Linked DNA regions of Zea mays: region 1 is linked to region 2. A link is a contact called in public Hi-C data. All regions are on one chromosome and are shown on one strand. Each heading gives the region's core, a stretch centred on a gene start, on an enhancer-like site or on the middle of the called end of the contact. The rest is flanking DNA. Distances are from core to core; before and after follow the strand shown. Region 1 holds the start of LOC103632731 (pentatricopeptide repeat-containing protein At5g56310). Region 2 holds the start of LOC103634102 (transcription initiation factor TFIID subunit 2).

Evidence for each region. Hi-C and Micro-C count contacts between places; a contact is called where the count stands out from the background.
Region 1: a Hi-C map of ear shows a contact between it and region 2, with 4 times the contacts expected there. The contact joins the promoter of LOC103632731 here to the promoter of LOC103634102 in region 2. A contact is called at or near these places in 8 of 25 Hi-C or Micro-C datasets (ear, endosperm, leaf and 1 more) and 1 of 3 datasets of contacts at active chromatin or transcription factors (leaf).

The regions. Positions count from the first base shown.
Region 1 is chr7:115,530,064-115,534,354 of Zm-B73-REFERENCE-NAM-5.0, reverse strand. LOC103632731 (pentatricopeptide repeat-containing protein At5g56310) reads left to right here and starts at 1,759. Exons shown (of 1, transcript XM_008654475.3): 1 at 1,759-3,850. The coding sequence starts at 1,892. The coding sequence ends at 2,746.
Region 2 is chr7:115,292,937-115,297,250 of Zm-B73-REFERENCE-NAM-5.0, reverse strand. It overlaps LOC103634102 (transcription initiation factor TFIID subunit 2), which reads left to right and starts at 1,792. Exons shown (of 25, transcript XM_020541015.2): 1 at 1,792-2,268; 2 at 4,253-4,314. The coding sequence starts at 2,156.

The DNA of each region.
Region 1 (4,291 bases), core at 510-3,009, 240 kb before region 2:
ACACAACTGCACTGTTGACATCATCTCTCTGACAGTGACCGCTCATCAGCACATTGTATGTATACTGATTAGGCTGCATCCCCGCTTCCTTCATAGCGTCAAACAACCGCTCAGCATCGCCAATGCATCCCTCTTCACAAAGTGCACATATCATCGTCGTATATGTGACCACATTTGGGTCAATCTGCTGTGCCACCATCTGATCCCACACCTCCTGAGCCTTGGCCACAGTACCCTGGAACCGGCATGCATTGATAAGAGTATTGTACGTGACCACACTGGGCACCAACCCCCGTCTAAGCATTTCGTCGAACAGCTCCCAGGCGCACCCAGGCCTGCGTGCTTTCACGAGCCCATCCAGGACCGCGTTGCACGCCGGAAGCGCCGGTAGCGTCCTTAAGCGCCGGAACACGTACAAAGCCTCGTCGAGCAGCCCCATCTGAGAGAGGGCGATGACGAGCACGCCGAGGGCGGGGGCAGGGGTGGTGGAGGTGGAGGAGAGAGCAGTGAATGCGGCGCCGGCGCCGGCGGCTGTGGCAGCAGAGCTCCGGCCGGGGAAGGAACGGGAGACCTGGACGAGGGATTTCGTCAAACGGATGGCTTGCGCGAAGTTCTTGGCCGCGACCGTGCCGTGAACGGCGGCGGCGAGGCCCGCGGCGCGGTTGCGGGACGAAGGTGCAATGGCAGCGGCAGCGGCGGGGCCGGAGGCGGAGAGACTGTGACGGCTGCAGAGATGATGGTGCGGGGCGTTAGGGCGGCGGCGGGAGAAGAGGAGGCGGACAGACGTGGAGGGCGGCGGCATAGGGGCATTGGGGCAGCGGCAATCTGCCATATTTGACTACGGGGTTGTTCTACCATAAGATGACAGTCCAACCACCCCGAAGATTCCTAATACTACCCTGTTGCAATTCGTTAGACACGATTTGTAATTCATTTGACTTTTAACAAATTTGATATGCTCGTTATAATAATATTTTTTTACTGTAATATGGTTTAGTACATGATATATTTTATGTATAACTTCGATTTTTTATATATATTTTTTAAAAAAAACAACACAAGCCAGTTAAACTTGGTAAAAATATGTAAACGAATTATAAATTAAGATAGAGAGTAAAGCATATTTTATTAGTGGGCTAGTTATTAGGCCCAGTTTGGTAGAGCTCATCATCCGATACTTCACCTCTAGCTCTGGCTTATTAAAAAAACAGCTCCCACATTATTATCGGGAAAAGCTTTAGAAAGACTGTCCTGTTTGGTTGAAATATAGCTCATTCTTTAGCTTTTGCTGTGATATAACGTCGTTGAAAAGAAAAAACATGAGAGAGGAGCCAATAAAAACTCATTTTTATGGCTTCTGCCTCTTGTTAGGTTTTTAGAGGTGCTCCTCCTTTTCTAAGAAGAGCACGTCAAAGAGCCTCTGGTTTGGTAGATTTTTTTTTCAAGAAATCAACTTTAAAGGAGCCTTACCAGTATTATTGAGGAATCACAAATCATGAAACGATGTGCCATTAAAAAATAACAAAATCTAGCAAAAGAAACATACCGTGTGATTGGTTTCCTGCATTTGTTCGGTATGTGTCATGGGATAGAGGATTTTTCATTTTTTTTCTTGTTTGGTTGAATGGTTTGTTGACATGGCGTGCATTAGCTTATATAAAAGATGGTCTTGAACCAAGCTGCGGCCATACCCACCAGAATAGCTGCGCTGCGCATGCAGGCTCTGCGCGTACGGACCAAGTTAGCCTGACTCTCCAAATACATAAACCAAACATGCCGATATTGTAGCCGTAGGTCGCCAAGACGCCAAACTTCCAATTGCACGCATTAATGTCAGCTAACGAAACTCGTATCATTCCCGGGGGCCGGGCCAGAAGCCAGCCGGCGAAAGATGCCGAGCAATCGCACTCGCCACCGGGCTCTTGTTCCGCCCAACCTGCCCCGGTACATCCCATACTCCCGCGCGCTGCAGCAGCGCCTCTTCCTCGTCGCGCAGCACCTCAGCCGCTCCTCATCCCCCTCTGCCATCCGCCGCGGCCTCGACCAACTCCACGCACAGCTCCTCCTCAACGGCTTCACCCATAAGCGCTTCCTCCTCGCCAAGCTCCTCTCCCTCACCGTCGCTGCCGCCGACCTCCCCCGCGCAGAGTCACTCTTCATCCTCTCTGTGCCCCCTTCCCCAGCGTCCCCCACCCTCGCCAACCTCCTCCTTCGCACCGCCGCCACGTCAGGCTCCACGCCCAGCGCCCTGCTCGCGTTTCTATCCCGCCTCGTGGGCTGCCACGGGCTGCGCCCCAACGCATTCACCTTCTCAACCCTCCTCGCCGCATTCGCCCCCGCGGGCGTTGGGGCGCTCCCCCATGGCCGCGCCCTCCACGCGCTCGCGCTTGCGAGCGGAGTACTCGCCCAGACAGGCGATAGTGGGCACGTGATGACCAGCCTTGTTAGTGTGTACGCGTCGGCCCAGCAGCTCGGGGACGCCCGTAAGGCGTTCGACGAAATGTCAACCAGGGCGGTGGCCGCGTGGAACTGCATGCTCGCCGCGTACGTGCGATGCCGTGAGGTGGACGCCGCACTGCGGTTCTTTAGCGAGATGCCCAATAGCAGGAGGGACGTGGTGTCGTGGACGACGATGATCGGTGGGTGCGCGAATGCTGGTAGGCCAGCAGAGGCGGTGGAGCTGTTCTGGAGGATGAGAAAGGCGAGGGTTAAGGATGACGCAGTGACTATGGTTGCCCTGCTATAAAAGCCTGTGCGGAGCTGGGTGACCTAGAACTTGGGCGGTGGGTGCATGCACGAGTGGACTTGGAAGGGTGGCAGCGGAGGACTGTGTTGCTGGACAATGCTCTCATCCATATGTATGTGAAGTGTGGTGCTGTGGAAGATGCACATCGCTTGTTTGGGATGATGCCAAGGCGGAGCTCCGTTTCTTGGACTACTATGATCTCGGGTCTTGCAATGCATGGTCACCCCCAGGAGGCGCTGGACTTGTTCCAGAGAATGCAGGATCGGCCTGATGGTGCCACGCTGCTGGCAGTTCTGCGGGCATGCAGTCTGGCAGGGAGGATTGATGATGCACGGTGGTACTTTGAAAGTATGGAAAGAGTTTACGGGATAAATCCAGAGATACAACACTATGGATGCATGGTTGACATGCTCTGTTGCTGGAGACGGTTGAATGAAGCACTTGAGCTTGTGGAGAAAATGCCATTCCAGCCAAACGAGGGTGCGTGGGGTGCAATCCTGAGTGGATGTAGAAGGGAGGGCAACCTTGAGCTTGCAGCTAAAGTGACTAATAGATTAGTTGAACTGCAGCCAGCGCGAGCAGCCGGGCACCTAGTGCTGCTGTCCAACATGTATGCTTGCGTAGGACAGTGGGAGCAGGCTCAGATGGTGAGGGAAAGAGTGGCTGCACTGAATGCTGAGAAACCTGCTGGCAGAAGCTGGGTGAATCAGAATGAGTCCAGCATGGTGGTAGCACATGCTCAACTGGTTGATTCGTGACTCAAAAGCAAAAGGCTTTCACAAGACTATGTATAGTGTATATTGCCAAACTTAAGAGTAGAACTGCAATTATTTGTTGTCAGGTGTTAAGCCTTGACATTTTCCTCAGAGCACTGGCATAGATGCAATTGGATCAGTCTTCAACAAATCTTCACCACCTTCAGATTGCCTGTTATACTGATGCCCTCTTGTTCCTTCGCAGGTTAACAACACGTATCCGTTGTTTTTCATTCTTCTGTAGAACTTACAGGGTAGAATTGGTAGAAACAGTTATACTCCCAATGTCCCAATTTATAATTTGTTTGACTGGCTCGTCTTATTTAATTTTTTGCATAAAAATGAAAAATTCAAAGTCATATTTAAAGTATACTAGTCGGTTGCCCGTGCGTTGCGACGTGCGTTGCGACGGCTTACAACAATACCCACATAAACTATCCATCAAAAAATTCAAGATTTTTTATTGAATGTCTCCGCTCTCTGTATAATATATATTTTGATTTGCCTAACTGATGTTATTGTTTACTCCATACAAATATGTCTTGCTACAACACGGCCAATGAAGTGAGCGATTAGAAGAGAGTTCACAAAGATTGACTAAATGAACAGAAATTATAAAATGACATAATTCTATCATACAGAAACCAAATAAGAGAGTTTGTGAGGTCAAGTTTCTAAAATAAGTCCCATGAAGTCAAACTTATAAAAAAGATAGATCAAAATATGGAGTGATTGCTAAAATCAGGCATCAATAAAAACTTGATGCGCTCCATATAAATTATACTACTTC
Region 2 (4,314 bases), core at 543-3,042:
GTGCAGTGCGAGGTCGATTTTGCGCGACAAAACGGGTGTGATAGTTTGTGTGCAAAGCCCGCTGAATGGAAGCAACACATGAGCTTGTGCCCATCGAATCTTACAGAGTTCACAAAAATGATCAGCGAACAATGCAGCGGTGCATTAGCTGTTCGCTTGCATCCTGAATAAAAGCCATCCATGTTATATTGTTTGTCTATCACATTGTTATATAATTCCATCAAATATTTTGTAAATGTTTCTCCTATAATTCCATCAAATATTTATAAGTTCTCCTATAATTCCATCAAATCTTTTATAAGTGCTTTCTCCTATAATTTCATCAAATATTTTATAAGTGTTTTATTTATCTCTTCCATGACGTCAGCTCCAATAGTTTGGTTTAGGAGCATTGGTCTATTCGGGACAACTTCTATTCACTTTGAATCAAAGCTAACTTTCCATCACCACAACTAGCTTTGACATCAAGAGATAATATGTTTAGGGGTTATTTGGGATTGCTTCACTTCACAAAAATCAACTTAGCTTCACAAACCTTTAGCCAAACGCTTCCACCTTCAACAACTCAACTTCACTGAAAAATGCGAAGTTACCCCAACTTCACAAAAAACGTCTCTCGCAAATGGGTAATCTCAACTCGCTCATGAAGTTGAGATAAAATTACCCACATTCACCATCAGTTACACACCCCAAAAAATGAATAGTTTTTTCTATTCCCTCATCTAGCCAACCGGTGCATGAGCATCTTGTCGCCCTTCCTGTACGCCATGGCCATCTCATTGGTCGATGACCACGCCGACGCCCATACGCCCCACACGAGGTCGAGCCACACGCCTTATGCATGACATGTCCACACGCCCGAGCTGCATGCCCGCACCGCCATGGCTCGTCTGGCTGCACCGACCTCTATGTGCACCATGGCTGCACCCAGTCTGACCATATCGTCAGTTAGAGGCCGCACCAGCGCCCCACTTGAGGACGAGCCATGCGCCCTACACGTCATGGACATGCACTCGTCTGCACGTCCGAGCCACGCGCTAATCACTTTTAAAAATCTGTAACTTTAAAGTTGAGCTGTTTTTTTAAGTTTACAAAAACAAAGTTGATTTCGTGAAGTGAGACAATGACAAACACCTTTGTCTGATATCCCGATTATATAGGAGAAAAACTCAAGATCGCGAAGCGCTGCATCCCCTCACCCGTAGGAGCGGCCTCCCTGATCAGGCGTGATGAGTTGTCTAAAGGTGTGTTTGGTTCGGTGTCAACGAGGGATGGGACGAGACCAACCTTGGGTTGATCCGTTCCTTATTTTTTGAAGGATGACCTCATCCACTATTTTTAAAGAATATTCCTTGACCCTGACTCTAGGTCTCCAAACTAAACATAGGTCAAGTTAGAATAATCTCACCCGTCCCTCTTCATTCTTCCTTATCCATCCAAACACTACCTAAGTGCCGCAGAGGTGAAGGAAAAATAGAGGTAGAGGGAGACGACAGGGTAAAATAGAGGAGCGATAGTAGGATGTAGATCAACGAGGACAAGAAGATGATGGCATATGGTGGAGAGGCGGTGAGATGAAAGAGTCCGAAGAAAAAGAGGAGCGGTGGAGAGGCGGTGAGATGAAAGAGTCCGAAGAAAAAGAGGAGCGGTGAGAATACATAGTGGAGAAAAAGTAGAGTCAAACTTAACTTATGGGTGAAACTTCGAAGCCCGTTATTATCTTTTGCTTGCCCAGTTTTCCAAACAATTGCACGGTATTAAAGGACAAGGGAAGTTTCTATATAGCCGCCTACGGCAATCTCATAAACCCAGTCCCATAGACCGCAAAGACACAGCCGCAGCAGTCAGGTATTCACGCGCGCCGAGGCTGCCGTTCCCCATCGCGACCCTTGCACCGGGTCCACGCTGACCCTCTTCACGGGGGCGGCGAAAGATCTCAGCCGCGACGGGTTCGAGCGCCGGCGAGCGCTCGCCCACCTGGGCCTATAAACTGGCCCCGGCTCCTCTTCTCGCGTCGCAGAGCCCAGCCTCGGGATGACGTGGCGTATCGCGACACCGCCACAGCTCACTCAACCGCGCGGGTCTCCAACGAACCCCTTGTAGAAGCTTCCAAACCCTAGCGCAGGAGGAAGAGGAGCGTGGAGGAGCTCCAGGAATGGCGAAGGCGAGGAAGCAGAAGGGTGACGGTAGCGGTACGGGCGGAGGCGCCACCGTTCTCCACCAGAAACTCTGCCTCTCCATCGACATGGAGAACCAGCTGATCTACGGGTGAGCCGCGCCGCAGCTTTAAATGTGCTGAAATAGTTGCTATCCTCTCCCTGGTGCCCGCGCCATGACCTTTTGTGCGGGTTTAGCAGTTGTTCAGTGCTCCTTAGCGGGGATGGGTTGAGGCGCCAGGATTAGGGTTTGGAGCTCGAGGTGGAGCAGGGAGTTAAAGATGCGAGCGTTTGCGCTTTGTGTGTTGAAGTTAAAATGCTTTGTTTGATTTGTAGGACATATAGACCAATTTGTTTTCTGTTAATCAGTAATTGGATTTAATAGTGCAGTATCATTGCTGGATACTGACTGAAGTTGATGCTACTACCTGAATAATGAGCTGTACAATGTGATTGCTTAATAATGTCTGGTGAAGCTTTGCTCGTCTACTTGTGCTTGATTACTCATCTTGGCCTGTATCGTAATATCAAATTCTGTCAATTACATGAATAACTGTTTTAACCTGTGGACTGGAACAAATAGTTTCCTGCGAGGTCTGAATTTTTTGTGGAAGTTCCTTTAAGGTGATTTAATCATGCACATTATGATGCTTTGTGTTATTATGGTTCCACCTTAGTAACTGATCTGCCCTATGCTTACAAGATTCCTGTAATAGAATGTGCAAATTACCGGGATGCTGTGCTGAAAGAGCCAATTTATCATGGAAACGTATCTAGTGCAAACCAACCCCTCCGTGCAACCGTGCAAACTTCTAATATGAATCACATGATGTTGATCCAAGGGGACGTGCGGAGGAGTGGGAGGGGGGATTTGAAAAAGTGTGATTAGCAGCGGGCGGTTAAGTGTAAAATTATTCACACCCCTGCGTCCAGTGGCTAGAGTAAATTAGGGGAGGGTGCATATGCCTTGAGGGTGCATGATAACAATTTACAGGTGGTGCATATATGGTGAAAATTTGGTCCAAACCACTAGATTTCCAAATTTTCGTGGGTGCATGTGCACCCCCTAATTTCTACGTAGCTCCGCCCCTGCCTGCGTCCCTTGGATCAATATCATGTGGTTCAGATTAAAAGTTTGCACGGTTGCACGGAGGGGTTGGTTTGCACCAGATACGTTCCCATTTATCATTGTGTAAACCATGAGCTGTCTCTGTTGTCATTGTGCTAAACCATGAGCTACATTTTTGTTATCAAATCTCAAGTTATTCTTTGAAACCTGACCAGGATGCATCTGAGTATTTCACCATTTGCTGCTGTGCTACATTTGATAGACACTGTATTATGCTATATATCCCTGTGAATGGTCTTTTTGTAAACACTAGATTTTTTTAAAGTAGTGCTTTGTTTTCATTGTGTTAACGTAAGGCAGCTTTAAATTTCTCCATTTGAAACTAGTTCATTTGATTTGCGTAATCTATAAATACTGGGATTGCAATGTCTGTAAACTGATGTAGAAAATGTTGGAAATATATACATGTTTGGTATTTGTTATCTGTCAGAAAAGTGAGTATAATTCCATGTAGTTCTTGTTAAGAAAATATCAGGGAATTTAGTATAGGAGCTGGGGGAAATTGCAAATCGGAAGTGCGGGTTGTAGCCTTTGATAACTACAAGTGTTGGCCTATGTGCAAGTTGTTATAGCTGTAATTATTTTCCCAGGCAAGTTGTAGATTAAGTTATTCTGCTAGATTCAACATTTGGATGCACTTTCCACCTTTTCTTTGGATTATATGCTCTTTCGTTAACGGGGAAAGAATTTGGATTGGAAGCAACCTGTTCTTTTGGTAAATTACATTTAAGCTATGTAGTATGTACAAAGTAACAACATTATGTGAACATATACACCCCTCCTGCATTTCGTTCGATGAAGTTGTTACATTTTGTTGTGTTACTCATTGTTGCCTGTTTTTTGTAACAATACAAGTGTATAAGACCACTCAAATAATTATTAGATACCAGCCTAGATGAATTTTACTCCATGTGCTGACAATATGACTGTGGGAGGCTGACAACTTGTTTTTGGTCCATGCATTAAGGTACACTGAGATAAAAGCTCTTCTAGCTGAAAACGACACATTTGCTCTACATGCTGACAATA